7 separate regions of the Mus musculus genome follow, and all the other regions are linked to region 4. The links are chromatin contacts, called in public Hi-C, HiChIP or PLAC-seq and promoter capture Hi-C maps. All regions are on one chromosome and are shown on one strand. Each heading gives the region's core, a stretch centred on a gene start, on an enhancer-like site or on the middle of the called end of the contact. The rest is flanking DNA. Distances are from core to core; before and after follow the strand shown.

Region 1 (2,722 bases), core at 95-2,594, 930 kb after region 4:
AAAAGAATGAATTTATGAAATTCCTAGCCAAATGGATGGACCTGGAGGGCATCATCCTGAGTGAGGAAACACATTCACAAAGGAACTCACACAATATGTACTCACTGATAAGTGGATATTAGCCCAAAACCTAGGATACCCAAGATACAAGATCCAATTTCCTAAACACATGAAACTCAAGAAAAATGAAGACTGAAGTGTGGACACTATGCCCCTCCATTGAAGTGGGAACAAAATACCCATGGAAGGAGTTACAGAGACAAAGTTTGGAGCTGAGATGAAAGGATGGACCATGTGGAGACTGCCATATCCAGGGAACCACCCCATAATCAGCATCCAAACGCTGACACCATTGCGTACACTAGCAAGATTTTATCGAAAGGACCCAGATGTAGCTGTCTCTTGTGAGACTATGCCGGGGCCTAGCAAACACAGAAGTGGATGCTCACAGTCATCTAATGGATGGATCACAGGGCTCCCAATGGAGGAGCTAGAGAAAGTACCCAAGGAGCTAAAGGGATCTGCAACCCTATAGGTGGAACAACATTATGAACTAACCAGTGCCCCAGAGCTTTTGACTCTAGCTGCATATGTATCAAAAGATGGCCTAGTCAGCCATCACTGGAAAGAGAGGCCCATTGGACACGCAAACTTTATATTCCCCAGTACAGGGAAACGCCAGGGCCAAAAAGGGGGAGTGGGTTGGTAGGGGAGTGGGGGTGGGTGGGTATGGGGGACTTTTGGTATAGCATTGGAAATGTAAATGAGCTAAATACCTAATAAAAAATGAAAAAAAAAAGAAAAGAGTAGAATCTCAGAGTGTGTGTTTCTAAGTTGTTGGACTTCCAGAATAGAACAAATGCACACAGTGAAAGCAAAGTAAACAAGAAAGGGCCATGAACGTTGAAGGCAGAAACACCTAAAATAGTGTTTGGTGCAATACTGCTCAGGTAAACTGCCGTGATGTTGCTTAGTTCAGTGGAGAAATCTTATAAACATTTTGCCTGTGGTATTTATGGTTTTTATTCTTAAAACTGTTAATATAATAACCTTTCATTCTTAGAAGAGTTCTAACTTTGATGATAAAGTACACAAGCCTTCTCCCAAAGGACCTTTACTATACACAAGTAAAAGATCCACCTTGCATGTAAACACCCACTCTAATTTGGTTCAACTAGCAAGTGTGGATGTAGGATGGCTCATCATTGGACCCACTCTTACCCAAGTTTTGGGTTCTGGTGTAGTGAACAGACAAAAACAAATACGCAGGAAAAGCAATCTGAAGGGAGACGCCATTGGATAGGTTGGAGGGTGCAAGAGAAGGCTTGGGATCACGGGGAGAATGGGTCCTTTCTTTTTTCTATTCTGTCTCCCAGGAATTCTTCACTAGAATCAGTCTGAGGCTAGAGTTTGAGGCTTTACATTCTCAGTTGGGAAGAACACCTATTTTAAAAAGCTACATATTTATGTTAACTGGCAATAACCTGGGGGTACCCATGACCTCGAGCCAGGCACAAAATGCCAGGAGGATATGACTCCTGTTGCACAAGGTTTGGGAGAGAGGACAAAGAAAAAGAAAGGAAGAACTAAGAATTCAGCCCAACAATACCAAAAAGAAAAGAGGAAGAAAAAACCCACAAAATTCTTTTCTGTATACTGTGGTTTGTTTTACTTAGGAAAACGGCTTGGTTGTACCCTGCAGCCCGCATTCATTGCCGTGATCTTTGACTGGCAGATGCAAAGTAATAGGATGCATATTTTAGTGCTTATTATAATACCCTGTCCAAAAACAACTTGACAAATTTGTGATTTCGACAATATCTCATTTTGCTGGCTGCAGCGCTCTGTGATTGTCTGGCCCACGTGGCTTCCCGATTATGCATACCACCAATACTTCTCATTAAAATGGCCACAGTTCACCAGTTTCGGTAGCTTGGAACGGACTTGGAATGAATTATTATACAACAAAGAGGCTGCTGTCATGCAGAACAAAAGACAAGCAAAAGAGAGCTTTGGCTTAATGAGGCTAAGTGAGTGTCTCCCCTGCATCACAGCTACTTGACGGCCTTTGAGCATGGATTTTTTTCTCCACAGGCCAAAACCTTTGGTCTATTATTTTGTGTTTATGCACCTCGAGGCTAATATACATTTTAATATGCTGCACATGGAGAAAAAAAATCAGCCATTAGATTAGAACATGTGCACTCCCTGTTAAATTAATGACAACCGAACACAGAGATAAATTTAGGTTTTCATATTTAATTATAGCACACTGCAGTACATTTAGCAAGGATAAATTGCACTATTATTATGCTTCATTTTTTTTTTGACATCTTCTCCTATTAACAGTGTACACTTGCCCCACCATCGTCCCCACCACCACCACCACCACCTTGTGCCAAGGTAACATAACTGTGAATATCATGCTTCTCTCGATGCCATCCAAGCTTAGCTGGTAGTGGAAAGGTCTAATATTTTGTTAAATTCAGTGAGAGGACTGGTGCTCTTCTGACAGCTGTGTGGAGTGAATAAAATGTGGTTTGTAAGAAAGATGGTTTGTAAGACCAGTCTAAGGGTGATTCACTTGTCATACCACCAAGCTGCATGCATTTGTAATGATGGACAGAGGTAGTTGGTCTTTCTGATGTACCAAGGCCCAGGACAGCATGAGACCAGAAAGTTGATGCTTCACTGTGACTCCTATGTATAAGGACACAGCCTA
Region 2 (2,845 bases), core at 178-2,677, 960 kb after region 4:
TAGCTCCTGTGAAATCATACCCAAGATTGACCTCTGATTTCCACATGTATGCAAACATAAAAGCACACATGCACACATACCACCCACATAGGAACATACCTACACATGTACACCTACTCTCACAAACACATGTAAATAAAGGGGTATGGAGGAGATGCTGTTATCCAAGATCTGAAGAAACGCTCCCATGAAACTCCTACAGGAGATGCAAACAGACGCCACCTCTTTGTGGGTCCACTGTCCACACAACTCAACTCCTGGGCACTAGGGACACTATGGTGCTAGATATGGCTTATTCTCCAGTTCTAAAACAGAGTGGAGAAGGAGAAATGAAACCAGAAAACACAGTCATGTCCAGCAATTAACACTCTCTCCGAGAAGCATTCATAATTAAAGGGTCTGACTTTACTAATATGTAGGCTTCAACCCCTAAATACATACTCAGATGCATGGAATTCTTCTAAGGAAGAATTCCATAAACATCTTTGGCAGATCTACCGCATGATAGAGGCTGAGTTTCTTTGCTCCCTAGGCCCCCCCCCACACACACACATTTCTTTACCATACTGAGCTAACATTTTTGTCAAAAGGAGCTTTGAACACACTAGGGGGAAAAAAAAAAAACATGGAACATGGGCAACTTAGTATGTGACCCAGGGTTTCAACAACCACCCTGCTTTTTTAAAAAACAGAAAGGAAAAAAAAAAAAAAAAAAAAAAAAAAAAAAAACCCACGAACAAATTCAAAGCATTTTCGCATATTCGCATTGACAGGAATTGACTGTTTTGACAAGGGAAAACCATGGCATAGGATTTTTTAGATAAATTAACAGGAAGAACGTGCTAAATTAAAATCGTCGAATTGATTTCCTTTTTAGCTCAGCTGTGCGTTATATAAAAGGGTCAGAGGAAGGATTTATTATGGGCGATGAGTCTCTGTCATCCACTAAAGTACTAAGAGACCAGTGTATAAAATAAGTTGTCCATTTCAGACACCCTTTGTCTTTGAGGAAAGCTGCCTAGGTGGCCCACGGGTGGCTGCGGCATTGAAAGGAAATGGAAATTGATAATGGGTCCTGTTAGACTGATTCTCTGCATGTCCAATTCATAGCCTTTTGAAAAGGAGAGATTAAGATGAAACCTCATTGAGGGATACACATTTCGAAGAAAATAGAAACAAAGCTTTTGCGAGGTTATTTCAGTCGGTGTCAAATGTGAGAACGAGAGGACACAAACTCATAGGAAGAAAGGGCATTAGCAAAATCCCCAAACAAAGAAGGAACCCACAGCAAATACACGCAGCCGTCTTTGTGGATGCTCGCAGGAGAAGTGGTACAACTTGATTTACAAAGGGCCTGGATAATTATTTGTTACTTGGAGCCAACCCCGCTTCTCCCGCTGCAGCGGGCAGGCACTGACCATCTGCGTGTCTTCATTTTGCTTTTGTGTGGCTGAGAAGAACCACGCTGCTGCGTCTGGTGAGCCTTCCATGAAGAAACGTTAGAAGCGCTGGCTTTAAGTGTTTCAACTGCTCCCTCTGCTTCAGTCAGGGGATCGCTGCGCGTCTAACCACAAATAAATTGAAATATCAGCCGAAGAGAGGGCATGGCGCTCACTGATGGAATAATGGACAGCAGGTGGTGGAAGGTTTTGTTTTCAGAAAAGCACAGGAGGCTAGAAGTGACAAGAGTGATTTTTGCAAGAGGGCTAAAACTGTCAGGATGAAGTCATGAGGGTCAGTAGTTGCTGAGCTGACCTTTTTAAACAAACCCTGAGACCTTTCACTAGATCGTCACAGCAGTAGCACATTCATGCCAGAAAGGTTGCCCGTCCCTCTAGATGCTGAGAGTCTTAACAAAAAGCATATTTTCTATGATAGGGCCTATGTTTCTTCCCGGAGCTGCCTGAAACTCCCCCCTCCTGTCAGCCTGTGATACATGATTGTAACCATTCACCTGCTCCACCACACACAAGCATCTAAGCTATCCCTTAACACTTTCCAGCAGCCTCTGATATCATCTTCCTGTCAAATCATAGAAATCAAGGGACTCCGTGCGAAGTGGGGCGCTCAATGCACTAATTTCCATGTTCATGTCACCGCTGCATGGTCTTCTAGCTCAGAGACTTCTGGGGACTCACTGAGGGTTGAGACAGGTTAGGAAGCTGGCTTGACAACTCAGTCCTGTTCATGTTTGTAAGCCAAGCTATAGGATACAGGTGAGCAAGCTATTCTTTTCCAGTACTGTTCCGCCTGGCCATTATTATGTCCCCAGAAATGGCAATATGTCTCATACCTGGTTTGCTTTCTAATGAATATGTTTGCTTCAGAATTTCCAGCACCTAGAGAGAGGAACCTATTGTCTCCAAAGCCTAACTCACTTTCCCCCATAGCTGTGAAATAAGATTGTCTCTCTTCTTTCCGCCCAACGCAGTGTTTTAAAAGGGTAGCAGAGGCATCTATAATGTAAATGTGCAAAGTGCTCAGGGCCATGTGAGGATCCGAAGATCCGCCCATCTAAAATGTGCTCCCAAAGCATGAAATGTCTTCTTCATTTGCAAATGGATGATAATTATTTGTCCGCAGAAGACCTGGGGAGAACCATGGAAATATAAGCCAACCAATGTAAAGCAAGATGCACTTATGAGCATGATTGTAAAGCTTAATTTTATTTCATTTTTGTTTTGTTTTCTCCCTTCAGTCTGACTCTATATATTTCTCGGATCTTATAAGTGTATACTAAGAATAAATGTTGACAAAAACAATCCCATAAATAAGAGTTGATTATTTAATATGAAATCCTAGAATTTTAATCTCTTGATCTTTAATTCTATCTAGCTAAGGCTCC
Region 3 (2,779 bases), core at 274-2,773, 900 kb after region 4:
GGACCTGAAAACTTTTTGGTTTTATTTTGGAGACTGTATCACTTTGTAGCCCAAGCTGGTCTCAAACTTCTGACAAGTCTCCTGCCTCAGCTTCCTGAGTTCTTGTATTACAAGCATGACTATGACACCCAGCCTAGAAAAAATTTCTCAAGTTACTCGTTTAAGACATTCTTAAGCGATATTTGTTTTCTTTGTCCCATAACCACTTTTGTCCCATGTCCTGTCTCTGGCTCTCACATGTCTCCGTGTATTCATCTGACCCATGAAGCCAACTTTACCCTTCATATTGTTAGCCTCCAAATCTGTCCTCTGATCAACAGATCTCTTTTTGGACCCTACACACCCATTTATTCAGCTTTCTCGTGGACTTTGCCACTCAGTAGTCCAGGTCACTGCTCTTTCTACATCCTAGGAATAAAACAATCGTAGCAATTATCCCCAACAATTACATAAGCATTTCATAATTTCCAAAGCGCTTTGGCATACATTATCTCACCAGCTGCTTTCTTAATGTAATAGCAGCAGTGGGCAAAAACCATGTCACTGATGACAGCTCTTTTCTGACCTTGGTCTCCCAGCCCCACCTACTGAAAACACCAGAACAGCTGGAGGAGAGCTTATTAGAGGCCGGAAGCTGACCTCGTGTGGGGACCTGGGGCTTGTAACAGCAGTAGTTGCCACCTCTACCTTCTCCATCTCCAAGGGGGCAATGCCACCAGCAAGAGGGTTCCTGGCAGACCTCAGGAGGCTGTGCAGAGCTGCAGAAAGAATACTCATGACCCACAGAGCCACAGTCTGAGGGTGGCAGGCATCAGCCTGTGGGAGATTAAGCTCATCTGCTCTCCGCCTCCAACCCTCACCCCCCTCCGATCTCTCATTTCTCCCGTGCATTAGCCATCATTTTGAAAGTTTTACTGAGTTAATTAAATTCTTCTAGTGTTGATGGTAAGAAAGCTGAAACATTTTCAACTGAGATTGACACTACTCAAGACACAGGCTTCGGTGGTGTTTGTTCAGTAACACTCGGATATGTCACAGGATTGCTGTGAGAACATCTGAGAGCTATAATGAGCTAAAAGTCAAGCACAGGGGAAAATGTGTTCCAGACTGCTGCAGATGTTCGCAAATCAAATCATATCTCTGTGAAATGCCATATAGAATATTCAGCTGCTGTAAGATGCAATGTGAGAGAACAGTTCCACTGATTTGCACTGAGTTTAACTTTTTTGGGGGGTAGCCTAAATCATATGGAATATAACGCCCCCCATCTTTGAATCAATTAATAACAGAGTCACTTGATTCTAATAAGTGGCATGAATGAATTTCTTGGGCTGAAAGTAGTGTATTCATTGATTTCAGTAGCACCCCCAGCCTGGAAAATACATTGATTAAGAGGAAGATGGAGAAGAAAGCTGGTACCCGTTTTCTTTCGTTTTCCCCTTGGCACCGACCTCAGAAGAGCTCTCTATTGAATTGATTCATGAAGATTCTGAAACGTCTCTCTGTAATATTATGCTGTTGCTGATCAGTCCTCCTCCTACCCCACCTCTGAAAATCAAAAGGAAGCTTAGCAGATGGTGGGCAAGGCACTGTTTATATCAATGAACCTTTTCTCTCAGCAGTGTAGACTCCATCACTCAGCCGTTCTCACACTCCCATATGTCTGGTACCCTGCCCTGGGATTAAAATATTATCTTCTTCAGTAAGTGGTAACACCGTGTAGAAATTGACAACTCAGATTACCAAAACTGAGATGAAAATTCTGAGGTGGCGTTAGAAAGTTCAGCAGAAATCTTAATTTCACATTTTCTAGAAATACTAAATTAACAAGTTGACAATATCAAATGCTGGCAAGAATACAGAGCAATAAAAAAAGGGTAATAGCTTACTAAATAATGCATAGAATGACACATTAAACATTCTTTTGATTATACCCAATACTCAACTCTGAACTTATAGGCATTTCTTCATGAAAAATAAAAGTAAATATTCAGTTTTGAGATAGAGGACCAGGTCATTTTTGAGAGATTTTGTATATTTTTTATTTTTTTGAGATTGTGTATTTTATATAAAACATGACATATAACTATAAAATCTCAACGATATGGCTACCTAAACCAGACCTTGAACAATGACATCAGTTGGCATCCCAACATGGATAGAGAAAATAACAACAACAAAAACACCACCCCTAAATAAAGAGCAACAGGTCATTAATGACTGCTGAGAAAACCAGGCTGCTCCAGAGCTGAGTCCCCTAACCAGTCATCCAATACTATGAGGTCATCCCTACAAACATATACATATGAGCAACACCAAATAGACTCAGTAGGTGGCATGGATATATTTCTATGTATGTGTACATGTATCAATACTACAGACAGAGCAAAGAAACAGAAAAGAACAAATATGAGACCATCAAATTAAAGAAGCCAGACATAAAAGAATACAATGAACAATTTCACTTAATGTGGATTTTAAGAGAAAAAGATCTATGTTATTTGAAATCATGACAAGGGTAGGAGACCAGAGGGAGGGAGACGGGAATGTTCTAGAGTGGTATTTTTATTCTCTTGGTGGTGAGAGTTGACTAGACACACATATTTGTGTAAGTTCCTCTAATTGTATATGTGGAAGTCTGCACATATCGCTATATACATAGGCGTGTATACATATAGTAAGGTAATTTTTAAAAGAAAAGCAAAAAACTTACTCTGAAACCAGAGGGTGACCATTTTATAAGATTTATAAACAAATATATATTTTAAGAACTACCAAA
Region 4 (2,750 bases), core at 250-2,749:
CAGAGTTTTTCAGTAGACACATTCAGCTACCTCAAGAATTATCTTAAATACTAATTGTTTACTAAAGAATTGATGTAATTTTTTAAAAAGCAGAATAAAGTGAATATGATTATCTGTTTTCAAATGGATGTGAAAATCAGAGAAGTGTAGCCTATTTATAACAGGTAATAAAAGAATGCTACACGTATATAGAAGAAACTCTCTTATGATGTTCCTCTAAAAATATCTGAAAATTGCAAATAGGTGAGGGACAGTCACACACTGTTTGAAATATGTTCTCCCTCCATACATAAAACATTAATTTTGAATAATGGTATGCATTTAAATATCACAATTAACAGGGTGTGATATATTTTATTTCCCTATTTTTCTATTAAAAATAGAGTAGAATTTATTGATTATTGATAGTATACATCCTTTTCCTCTTCCTGACATCTCTACCCTTTCCCACATTGCCATATCACTCCTATCAAATGTTTAGTTTAGATCAGAGACACATCAAACAGTGTATGGGTGGGAGGAGGGACTATAAAACTTAATTTTTAAAAACTGTCCCCCATCAATTTTAAATGATACAAAATGTTTCTCAAAAAGGCATCCTGATCTGATTTCAATAAGTCATAGAGGGTACCTGGAAAAAATAACCCCTAGTCAAAGCTAGTGGTATTTACTAGATTGTTTTTATATACAGCATATGCTTTGCATGTATTTTGATCACAGTAAGAAAACGCATGATAGTTTTTTTTTTTTTTTAAGAACTGCTATATAAGTGCTCCTTTTCTTTTCTGTGACAGTTTGGTGCTGATTTTAAAAATTAAAAATTAAAAAAAAAGGCTTTAAAGGCATCATTTTTTTTCTCTCCAGTATGCTAAAGATGTTGTATATATCTTTTTTGCTTTTCTTTAAGGAAAGAATATGGGGGTTGCTTACACAGGGAATGAAAATTCTATTCTCCAACCCCCCCTCCCATTCTACTAAACCGTTTTAGTCGACATATGTTTGTTATCAGAGAGAGGTGCTGTGAACACACAGCCATTTTCTTAGCAGCTTTTTGACTGTATGTTACCATAGTCCCACAAGGCATTGGTCCTTTCCCATTGGGAAGTCATGAATAAGAGACTATGAAGCTCACACGTCAGATCTTCCTCAATTAATCCACCATTAGCATGTTCGGGGTCCACTACTGGATGGTTAACAGCGGCTTTTTGTAACTGTACGCCGACCATACCCAATTATGCTTTGCTAAAAATGAACTCTTTGCAGACCAAGCCTCTTGGGCTGTCAGTGTTTTCCGTTTTCCTATTTTAACGTTTGTGTATAGTGGCAGGCGACAGATGGTGTGGATCAGATCGATTTGATTGCATTAGATGATTTTCCCCCCTTCCCCACGCCTTTCTGGAAGCTCGCATCAGCTGAAGGCTCTCGCCTGGGACTCCTCCGAAGCATGAGCAAGCCGCCACCACGCGAAGGCACTGGGGCACAGCCAGCGAGAGGCGACAAGGTCCCTTCCCAGGGCTTGTTAACACTGTAACCGGGCGCTCAGAGAGCAGCGGCTCCCACTGCCCAAGCCTGCCTCGCCGCCCATCCGATGACTCCTGGCTTCTGCACACAGTTGGAGTTCAGCCGGCAACCTGGATTTAGAGGGTAAGCACTTCATTCTAGACGGATTTGTGACAGTTACTTTGCTATACCTGCGATACTGCAGACAAATCTCAGCAAACGCATAGGATGTAGGATGTGTGGGAGAGGGCGACTATGTTTACATCGGTAAATGGGTTTCTTTTTGTCTGAGACAGAGAGTGTTACTCGGTGACGATGTGTATAGTGTTTTGCCATTGATTGTAGGAGTCCACTACCACCCTCCTCCCGATTTTTTTCCCCTCTCCTTCGTGTTTTCCCTTTTCTACTTGAGAGGGAAGGAGAGATAGAAGAAGGGAGGAGGGAGTTAAGGAGGGAGGGGAGAAGAGAGGAGAGAGAGAGAGAGAGAGAGAGAGAGAGAGAGAGAGAGAGAGAGAGAGAGAATGAGAATATTTCTGCTTTAGCTTAATTGCCTTATTTCCTAAACCGATTTTTTTTTTTGTAGCTCGCTTTATGAATATTTGGTTTTTAATTACCAAGCGTTTAGCTAGGATGGGTGTTGGGGAGTGGGGGACAGGGTGGGGAAGTACAGAGGAACACTGCCATAGTGGCAGTGGCCTTGAGAGATCAAAAGGTGCTGAAAGCACCCCTTGCCCGAAAAACACACCTTCAGTTATTAGGGCGCGAGGGAATTGTAGATTCTAATAAACATGGCTTGCAGGAGTCGACGAACAAAGGTACTTAATGCGGACCTAAGCCTCCGCTGCTATTGCTCCGATAGCGGTACCTAAATATTCGAGAGGAAAGTGTAAGTTGATCAACAAACGCCCTGGTAGTATTGGGCTTTTTCCCTTTTCCGTTTTTTTGTGTGGAGGGTGGAGGGGGGTGGGGAGAGTGGATGGGTGGGGGAAATCCGACAGCTTAAGGAGGTTTGAATTGAATATGCACCCAGCGGCAGTGGTCTCGTAGGAAATGGTGTTCTCGTAAGTCAGGCTGCCCCGCTGAAGCACAAGAGCTGTGGTTAGAGCTCGGAGCGTCAGTTCTGGTGGGAGTGCTGCAGGCTGTCCGCTTGGGCTGAGCTGTCCACTGGTCCAGGTGCTGAAGTGTGGAGCATTTGGTATGTAGGGAAAGGGCTGACTCTGTTGCTTGGTTAGGAAGAAAACCTATCGCCT
Region 5 (2,700 bases), core at 9-2,508, 810 kb after region 4:
GTGTGTGTGGTGCTGAGGAGAAGTTTACCACATCTTCAGTTCTAGGGTGTTAATATGATACCTCCGTTCTGCCTCCTGATTGGAGTCTTCTCAACCCAAAAACTCTGAAATCAAATCTCTGTCCTCATTCTCCATACCTTAGCCTCTTTACATCCTCTTAGTGAATGAAGTAGTCTCTTGTCTGGGTGAGTCTTCTGAAGTAAAAAGTGTCGAAATAAATGGCTTATGACATGAGTAGTGTTGAAATAAACGTTTATTTTAACACTTCATAAGTCATGAGCCATTTATTTTAACACTTTTCACTTGAAGTGTTTAAATAATAGGTTTTATATAGGAATGTGTCATCCATTCTGTTTAATATAAAGTGAATATGTAAATATATCAATCTATCTAATCTGGATTTTCCACCCTTTGACTGCCAAACAGCTTGGTTGCCATAGTTTTTGGAGTAACCTGAAATTAAGCATTCTTTCTTTTATTTTTAGTTGATAGGTAATTTGGTGGTTCATAAGGCGATTGGAAATCATTTCATTAATGGACAATTGGCTAAATACCTTTCAGACTCCTATAACAAATGTCATCAAGAGTAGGAATGGACAGTTTCATGCTTTCATAACTAAAACAGCTTTTTCTAGAAAATAACGTGTGTGTGTGTGTGTGTGTGTGTGTGTGTGTGTGTGTGTGATGAATATCAACTTGTTTTCAGGATTGTTTGGGAGACTTGAATCAATAAATTAAACTTTGTCACTTCTGAAGGTGGGGAGGGATACCCAGAAGTTCTCCACTTCTCAGGAGAGAAGGGGAGAATGGATGGAGGATTTCTGTGAGTGGATACAGGGAGGAGAGCAAACGAGCTAATATTGGGATGTAAAGAGAATAAATAAAAATATAATAATAAATTAATTAAACATAGTGAAGTCAGCATTATGGCACAGATGTCAACAGTTTAAACAGAATGTGAGATTTTGGTGTGCATTGTTTAAATAATAAGATATATTACTGTTGTTATCTTCTGTGTGTCATGGCATTAAAGGTAGCATAAGCAAAATCCTGAAGAAAACATTTAATGCATATTTGGTCATTTAGTAAAGGCTAGATGTGATTGTGACTATGTTTCAGCAGGCAATTACAATTAATAGGAACAGTGACAGAGTTATATTTCAAGAAATTATTTTTCCTATTCACAAGTCTGTGCCGTTGTTTTTGCCAAGTAATATAGACTCGTGGATATTTTTATCTGAGCAATAAAAATCCAACTGTTACATAAGTGGTATTTTAAAAGTAATTTGTTGTTTTTCAGATGGTTTCTGCATTTATAGCAAAGCTCAAAAGGTAGCAAGAACTTATGTAACTTCCACCCAGTTTCTGCTATTTTTAATTATAAGGGATATTGTATTTTAAGAGTCTATCAAATCAATGCCCTATAGTGGATAGTATTTTTGCCAAAGCCTATGTTTTGAAAGGCTTAAAAGAGTGAGAGGAGAGCTACAAATATATGTGTTGTGGGCTCAAAGGAAGAAGTGCATAGAAAAGACAAACCAAGAGAGGTTGCACTAAAGGTAACATTTAGAAGAATTTTGGACCACACAGATGCTGATCATATGCCTGTTGGTGAGGCAGCTCCCTAGCAAATCTTGCTCTTGAGAATTTTCTCTCTCTCTCTCTCTTTTTTTTTTTTTTTTTTTTTTTGCCTTCAGGAGATGTTTTAGGAAATAACTAAAATCTAAGTAGTAAGAAGTATGCCAGAAGAATACAAATACTGGCATCCCTTTTCCAAAGTGACATTTTCCAATGTCTATAAATGCTATTGATTTCAAATTGTAAATTATTTTACTTCTGAACACACCATGTAGAATTATTTCAGTGCTGCTTGTGTGAGCTTGTAATCATCGATTGTAGCATTAGACACTCCATAAACATGCCATTGTGAATAACGGAACTTGTTAGTGTATTGTTTGCCTACAGTCTGTAGTTCCTAGCCCATGTTGGCAGCCCCACACCTGCTTCTGACATTCTGTTCCTGCTAGATGTTAGAAATATTCTCCTTTCATGAGGGCTAGGAACTTTTACATTTCCTGGAAAGATCGTGTTTCTAAAGCATCCCAATAAAGCTTACGCATTTAGTGAAAATGAATACTATTAGAACTGATTATATTTTGCCATTTATCAATAGATGATCTATAATGCAAGCCAAACTATGTGGCACTGCATCCCACCTGTAATTATCCATTACTCCTGTTCCCTTTCTTATTGCATCCAGGAAAATGAACACCAATGTTCCAAAAAATGTGCACATTGTGATTGTTCCTCTCATTTATACTGAGTCAGTATCAGGTCTTCTTGAAAATCTTTGAAGAACTGTGTTATAATCTGATAATCTATAATCTGGTCTACTTCTTCCCAATTACAGAGAGTTCTATGGTGGAACAAAACCCTAGCAGATAGTAATTTTGGCAAAGTGTACTAAAAATGTCTCCCTTTGAGGCAGGGAAACCATGTTGTGGCCATACTCAGAACATCTGCCATGCCCAAGGCCCAAATCTAAATGGTCAAATGTTATTTGGGATTATTCTATGGATTTTAAATGTCTGTGTGATGAAGTAGTTATGACTGGACTAAAAAGTGGAAGACCTTCCATGAATGAAGAAAAACAAATATGTCACATTTTGCTTAGACAGGAGTGTTCCCTGCGATGAAATA
Region 6 (2,700 bases), core at 33-2,532, 720 kb after region 4:
CTGTCTCTGCTACCCCAGGGCTGGGATTACAATCCTTACAAAACAGCTTTGATGTGGTGGGTGGGGATTGAACTCTGGTCCTCAGGTGCTCATGCCTTCAGGACAGGGGCTTCACAGACAGTCATCTTCTCCTACTTGCTGTACGCATGTTCTACATGTATTCACTATCCGGAATAGAGTACTATGCTTAAGGACATTATGTAAGTTCATTAACTGGGCTTGGAATGTAGCTGCGGGAGAGGGTGCATGGATGTAACCTAAACTTCGTTCCATAAGTGTAAAATAAAATAAAATAAAATCTTTTCTATATGCTGCTATTGATTACAAAGGCCACTATCATGGTTGTTATTAAAACAACAGCAACAACAACAACTCCACTACTTCAAAACTTGCAATAAGAAACAGAGGCTTGCAGTTCATGTCCAGACTGCCGCCAAATTCTCAAGAAGTACATACAGGCCTCAGTGCAAACTTTCTTCATTTTCTGTATGCTTGAAGGCTATAAATAACCTAAGGATCATAGATATTACTAGGTTTTTAAAATGTAGGAATATGGAAGATCTGACATAAAACAAAGCAAACAACAATCAAAAAACCCAAAATAAATAAATAAACAAACAAACAAACAGAGAAAAATATTTTCTCCATCCAAATACAAAGAGAACTCCTGGGCCAGTGAGGTGGGTCAGCTGACAAAAGTTAAATCCCAGATTCCCAGGGAGGAAACAAAGAATTGAGTCCTGACCACCACATGCCACCTGCTCTTAGCCATATATGCAACCACACTAACACATCCTACTTACTACACATGTGGACATACATGCATGCAGGTCCACACACACACACATACTAATAATAAATGAAAATAACAACTATGGAAAGATCATATCAAACGTTTAAAATAATATCTAGGCTTGAAAAGAATGAAGCATATTTTTTTTTCTAGCCATGAGTGTGACTGACCAAGTTCTGATTTTATTTTTTAAATCCATCAACTTCCTCTTTACATCGGAAGCCACCCATCCTTCCCGTAGAAGAGGGTCAAGGGGGCTTTGGACCCTAGAAAGCTGCATCAGGCAGGAAGAGGTTGATTCTTTAGAACCTGGAAACCTGGGCCACAAAAGCCCATGGAGGTTGTCTGAGAGTGAAGCCCTCCTTTTGTCCGCAGTGGGAAGCTTTGCATCTGTAGGGTCCTGCCCAGCTCTCTCTGCCCTGCCTGCCAGTCCCCAGCCTACCCCGCTACAAAGGGTGGATCATTAAGCCATCCAGGCAGTGGGGAGTATTTTCAGAGAGTTGTTGCCCTTTCCAGCAGCCTGGCAGCGAGTGACCATAATAAATTATGCACAGCTCTGTGAGACTGTGACACCAGGCGCTGAAGGAGCAGCAGGGGTGGCTGAAAATCCATTATTTGAAATTTTTGTTTCTTTTTCTTACTAGATTTCATGCTGTTCCGCTTCTGTCATCTCTCTCCTTCTCTCCCCCCATCCATTGTTTTGAGGGGTTTGTGTCTGACAGTTCTTTTCTAAGGCAGCTTTTGTCCCTTTTTGTTACCTTGTTTCTGCCTTCTCTGGCACCCCCTCCCTTCTTGATCTTGTGTGTTCCAGCCTCCTTTTCCTTCTCTGTCTTACTTCCCTTTCTCTCTCCCCGCCTTATTGTCTCACATAATACAGACAAACAAGTTCTCTTTTTGTCTGCATTCTTCTGCACGGTGTTATGGAGTTGTCGTTTTCCCCTTCAGGATAGGCACGCTCACTGTATGCGCTATTCATTCGAGTCCGGAGAATTCCAAACACATGTCCGGAGGAGTGCCAGGGCTGGTGACAACAGAAAACAATCAAACCAACCAGGAGAGTCGTTCATTGAAAACAGCGCAGACCTATTTGTGCCCCACAGATCTGCTCCTACAGCGCCTGTTCGTTTATGCTACTGATGGCAGAACATTCAAAACCATCAACTTTTCTCTGAGAATAGAAAAATCCAAAGAGCCTGTGTTCTCACAGATCCAATTTCCTATTCATTCCATCCTTATCCTTCAGACCGCGACTAGCATCTGAAAAGACAGGTCCAATGGAGTAGATACTGACTCAGCTCATTCCATTTGAAGATTAAACAACTATCACATCCCATTCTGAGGTGCTGGGGAATCCTGGCTGGAGTAGTCATTCAGTTGTCTAAGAGCCTTTCATGTTCTTTGCTTCGTTATTTCTGCCCTTTCCCATTCCTTTCATCCATCTGAAAACTCATCACACGGTAGATAGTCTGCATCCCACCTTCTCCATCATCTCCCTTTGGACCACAGTCCTACATTATAGTTAGTGTTATAAGACAAACTTTGCACTCGTCTATTTGAAGTCAGTATTAGCTTGGGAAGTTTTAAGAGTTCTTGACAGAGAAAAATCCAAAAGCATGTCAGATTTTCCAGCTCCATTTCTCTATTGCTATAAATATATATTCAAAAACACAACCAGCAACCTCTGATGTGGTATAGCCAGAAGACCTTAGCAATACCTTTTAAGCAGCTAAATTTAATTGACTGAATTTAATTAACATGTTTACTAAATGTTAGAATGTTTCATCGAAATATAAATTGAACCTTTTCCTTTACAATTGTTCCATTTATTTATTGATTGATTGATTTTACTTTCTCAATTCTTCCATTGGTGACTTTGGTCTCTCCTAATTGCTTTTGTGTGAATCAAT
Region 7 (2,700 bases), core at 170-2,669, 590 kb before region 4:
CGGGTCTCAATGAAGTCATCATTGAAACGTTCCACCATGCCTTTGACGATAAACTTTTCTGGCAATGGCTGAGACCAAAAACAAAAGCAACAACTATGTGAGAACACATGCCCATGGCAGCAGATTCAGAATGGAGGATGGAAGATGGAGAGGAGAGACAGAGACAGATACAAGGTGTATGGGGACAGAGGTCACAGAGGAGTGGTGGGGAACCACCATGTATGTATACAAATGCTCCTAGGAACCCTGCTGCTCTCTGTACCAACTTAAAAATAAAATAAAATTTATTTAAAGCATCTATCAGAAAGCTTTGAGATGGCCCAGCACCTAAAGGCACATGCTATCAATTCTGACAGCCTGAGGTTGATCTCAAGAATCCACAAGGTGGAAGGAGAGAAACGAATCCGACAAGTGGTACTCTGACCTGCGTACACGAGCTTGCTTACACACAAATAGCAATTATATTAAAACAAAACAAAAACAACCAAAAAACCCAGAATCTTGCCTATAACATGGCACACCAGGTTGCAAAAAATTCTGAAGACCAGTTGAACACCACCTCATCATTTATTATAAAAATAAGTTTAAAAGAAATCCAGGCTGGGAATATGACTTCCCAAGAAAATAATATTCCTGTTGATCAGGGTGATGACCAGAGCTCAAACTTTGGGGATACACTTGGTGGAAGGAGAATTCCCCCTCCCTCCAGTAGTTTGGGACCTTTCTTATATATGACAGCATCCTTAGGCTACCTCCACAATAAACAAACGAGTAAGTACAATATATTTAAAAACATAAAACTAGTCAGGAAAAATAAAATATCATTCCGTGTTATAATAATTTAAAAAGCTACAGTTAAATCAAAGAGTTTAGAAATAAATGTTCCTAAGTAAAAATCATTGGATTTAAAAGTATTATGTTTGGTACTATGTTTTAGACACTCTAAAATACTCAAGAAAACACAATGGCTATATTACAAACAACAAGCTCCACAAACCCTTATAAACTCACGGGAATAATGAGAGTGGGGTGTGCTTCTTCAAGTTTGCCCTTCAACCACAGGAAATCTTGATAACGTCGCCTGACTTCAAATTCACTGGAATCAAACTCCCCACGAGATGTCTGAGAGAAGAAGGAAAACATAGCAGCCCGTGCAGTGGAAGACAGAAGACATTTGCCTAATTCTATTTTAGATATTATGAAAAAAAAATAGGTCTCTAAGAAAACTTGAATCTTAATTATTCAGTGTTTGTCAGCCTGTATTTTCTTTTTCCAGTCATCTATTCATGCAGCAGATGAAATTAAGCGAACTTTCCGGTTTTTTTTTTTTTTTTTTTTTTTTTTTTCCCACAAAGAAAGCAAACACCATGCTTAAATCTAAAGTCGAAACTGAAAAATCTGTCTTCCAACAGCCATCTGGCTCCCGCAGGCTTTTGAGTACTATTGCTCTGGCGTGGCTTTTCTCGCTTAGAAAGTGTGCTCTGAATGTAGGTTTCAAACATTATTCTTTTCTTGACATGATTAGAATTCAGAATTTGAGGAAAGTTCTATTTTTAAAAATCTGGAAAATAACCTGAATATAACTGAGAAGACTGTTTTCTTGGAACGTGTTCAAGTGAGCTGCTTTCACTAAAATCTGCTGTTGGTATGTAAAAATTCCAACATTTTTTTTTGGAGTGATTTTGCCACTTTTTCCAAAAGAATATAATTAATGGATATTTAATGTAAAAATCTTTTATTCCTGTTATTTCTCAGGGGGAGGGTTTTATTTTATTTTATTTTATTTTGAGCTCTATGCTTAAAGTCTTAAAATTTTAGCAAATATATTAGGTCCGCTCTTCCTGGCGAACCAAAAATCTGTGCCAACTCATGTGGCAAGGCCATGGGTTCCATATCGACCTCACAGTTACTGCTTAAACCACAGGCCAAAAGAAAAGTAGCACTCCTCGAATTCATCTATGACATCTCCTGAGAAAATAACCACTTAACTGGATTTTTTGCATGCTAAAAATTATATACTGTAATATTTAGGTTGAGATTTTCCTGCAGGAGTGAAGATGGAATAAAATAAAAAATATTGCAAACATAGCTCCCATCCCAGAAAATAACAACTACCGACATGGGCGAACCACTTGAAAATTAAGCTGTCACAGGGTACAGTTTTAATGGCTTAGAAATTGCTAAGAAGCTTGTGGAATTACACCACCCTACAGAGTTGATATTTACAATATCATACAGTTTATCTTAGTAAACGTTCTCTTTGCAGTTGGAAAAGGTGGGGGTTCATCAGCTGCAGCAGCCTAGGGATCTAAATGTTCACAAAACACTTCAAAAATGTAGTCATTTTGCAAAATGACACATGATATGGAAACAGTAAGAACAGAAGATCTACATCCAGTAAAAACATGTTGAACAATATATATACACACTGACTGATATGTGGATGTACGTATGCATATGCATCACTCTTGCATATACACACACAAATCATCAGTTAGTCACTCTCTATCGGACGGAGCACCAGGCACTACAAACAGGTTCATGAACCACTTCCACAGCAATAAACTGGTATGACCATGAACACCAATGAAGCTTTCGAGCAATGGTCAGCGAGAATGTGATTCAGCTGTGTACGTTCTCAGTCACTTCCAAGTTTTTTTTTTTTCTTTTTTGGTTTTTTTCAAGACAGGGTTTCTCTGT

The links. Promoter capture Hi-C pulls out the DNA fragments that hold promoters and counts their contacts. A called contact is a pair of places that touch in the nucleus more often than the background predicts. HiChIP or PLAC-seq counts read pairs in DNA pulled down with a chosen protein or histone mark.
Region 1: an H3K4me3 HiChIP or PLAC-seq map of embryonic forebrain shows a contact between it and region 4, with 6 times the contacts expected there. The contact joins two enhancer-like sites. A contact is called at or near these places in 1 of 39 promoter capture datasets (hippocampal neurons), 6 of 115 datasets of contacts at active chromatin or transcription factors (astrocytes, embryonic basal ganglia, embryonic forebrain and 3 more) and 1 of 9 other capture datasets (embryonic stem cells).
Region 2: a contact with region 4 is called in an H3K4me3 HiChIP or PLAC-seq map of forebrain, with 4 times the contacts expected there. The contact joins two enhancer-like sites. A contact is called at or near these places in 2 of 39 promoter capture datasets (cranial neural crest and frontonasal cranial neural crest), 8 of 115 datasets of contacts at active chromatin or transcription factors (astrocytes, embryonic forebrain, embryonic hindbrain and 5 more) and 1 of 9 other capture datasets (embryonic stem cells).
Region 3: a contact with region 4 is called in a Hi-C map of the N1E-115 cell line, with 18 times the contacts expected there. The contact joins two enhancer-like sites. A contact is called at or near these places in 2 of 39 promoter capture datasets (cranial neural crest and hippocampal neurons), 1 of 484 Hi-C or Micro-C datasets (the N1E-115 cell line) and 6 of 115 datasets of contacts at active chromatin or transcription factors (astrocytes, embryonic basal ganglia, embryonic forebrain and 3 more).
Region 5: a contact with region 4 is called in a promoter capture Hi-C map of hippocampal neurons, with 5 times the contacts expected there. The contact joins two enhancer-like sites. A contact is called at or near these places in 2 of 39 promoter capture datasets (cranial neural crest and hippocampal neurons), 9 of 484 Hi-C or Micro-C datasets (cardiomyocytes, cerebellum, cerebral cortex and 5 more), 4 of 115 datasets of contacts at active chromatin or transcription factors (astrocytes, embryonic forebrain, embryonic midbrain and 1 more) and 1 of 9 other capture datasets (embryonic stem cells).
Region 6: a contact with region 4 is called in an H3K4me3 HiChIP or PLAC-seq map of embryonic forebrain, with 5 times the contacts expected there. The contact joins two enhancer-like sites. A contact is called at or near these places in 1 of 39 promoter capture datasets (hippocampal neurons), 8 of 484 Hi-C or Micro-C datasets (the HL-1 cell line, the N1E-115 cell line, embryonic stem cells and 4 more), 8 of 115 datasets of contacts at active chromatin or transcription factors (astrocytes, embryonic basal ganglia, embryonic forebrain and 5 more) and 1 of 9 other capture datasets (embryonic stem cells).
Region 7: a Hi-C map of cortical neurons shows a contact between it and region 4, with 3 times the contacts expected there. The contact joins two enhancer-like sites. A contact is called at or near these places in 1 of 39 promoter capture datasets (hippocampal neurons), 3 of 484 Hi-C or Micro-C datasets (cerebral cortex, cortical neurons and forebrain) and 2 of 115 datasets of contacts at active chromatin or transcription factors (embryonic forebrain and forebrain).

The regions. Positions count from the first base shown.
Region 1 is chr3:119,360,242-119,362,963 of GRCm38.p6, forward strand. The region is part of intron 20 of Dpyd (dihydropyrimidine dehydrogenase); the gene reads left to right. Among named protein-coding and RNA genes, the nearest start is that of Gm32577, 79 kb to the right of the region's middle. Within about 2 kb of position 1,345, at least 32 of the 459 cell types and tissues checked have an H3K27ac peak or open chromatin away from gene starts, as enhancers often do. A contact at or near this core is called in embryonic forebrain and hippocampal neurons, where this site is marked.
Region 2 is chr3:119,386,489-119,389,333 of GRCm38.p6, forward strand. The region is part of intron 20 of Dpyd (dihydropyrimidine dehydrogenase); the gene reads left to right. Among named protein-coding and RNA genes, the nearest start is that of Gm32577, 52 kb to the right of the region's middle. Within about 2 kb of position 1,428, at least 31 of the 459 cell types and tissues checked have an H3K27ac peak or open chromatin away from gene starts, as enhancers often do. A contact at or near this core is called in embryonic forebrain and forebrain, where this site is marked.
Region 3 is chr3:119,327,653-119,330,431 of GRCm38.p6, forward strand. The region is part of intron 20 of Dpyd (dihydropyrimidine dehydrogenase); the gene reads left to right. Among named protein-coding and RNA genes, the nearest start is that of Gm32577, 110 kb to the right of the region's middle. Within about 2 kb of position 1,524, at least 11 of the 459 cell types and tissues checked have an H3K27ac peak or open chromatin away from gene starts, as enhancers often do. A contact at or near this core is called in the N1E-115 cell line, where this site is marked.
Region 4 is chr3:118,428,917-118,431,666 of GRCm38.p6, forward strand. No RefSeq gene overlaps it. Among named protein-coding and RNA genes, the nearest start is that of Mir137, 3.6 kb to the right of the region's middle. Within about 2 kb of position 1,500, at least 40 of the 459 cell types and tissues checked have an H3K27ac peak or open chromatin away from gene starts, as enhancers often do. A contact at or near this core is called in the N1E-115 cell line, cortical neurons, embryonic forebrain and 2 more, where this site is marked.
Region 5 is chr3:119,240,588-119,243,287 of GRCm38.p6, forward strand. The region is part of intron 18 of Dpyd (dihydropyrimidine dehydrogenase); the gene reads left to right. Among named protein-coding and RNA genes, the nearest start is that of Gm32577, 200 kb to the right of the region's middle. Within about 2 kb of position 1,259, at least 1 of the 459 cell types and tissues checked has an H3K27ac peak or open chromatin away from gene starts, as enhancers often do. A contact at or near this core is called in hippocampal neurons, where this site is marked.
Region 6 is chr3:119,153,504-119,156,203 of GRCm38.p6, forward strand. The region is part of intron 16 of Dpyd (dihydropyrimidine dehydrogenase); the gene reads left to right. Among named protein-coding and RNA genes, the nearest start is that of Gm32577, 290 kb to the right of the region's middle. Within about 2 kb of position 1,283, at least 51 of the 459 cell types and tissues checked have an H3K27ac peak or open chromatin away from gene starts, as enhancers often do. A contact at or near this core is called in embryonic forebrain, forebrain and hippocampal neurons, where this site is marked.
Region 7 is chr3:117,838,917-117,841,616 of GRCm38.p6, forward strand. It overlaps Snx7 (sorting nexin 7), which reads right to left. Exons shown (of 9, transcript NM_029655.3): 3 at 1,012-1,122; 4 at 1-68. Among named protein-coding and RNA genes, the nearest start is that of Gm52614, 16 kb to the right of the region's middle. Within about 2 kb of position 1,420, at least 12 of the 459 cell types and tissues checked have an H3K27ac peak or open chromatin away from gene starts, as enhancers often do. A contact at or near this core is called in cortical neurons and forebrain, where this site is marked.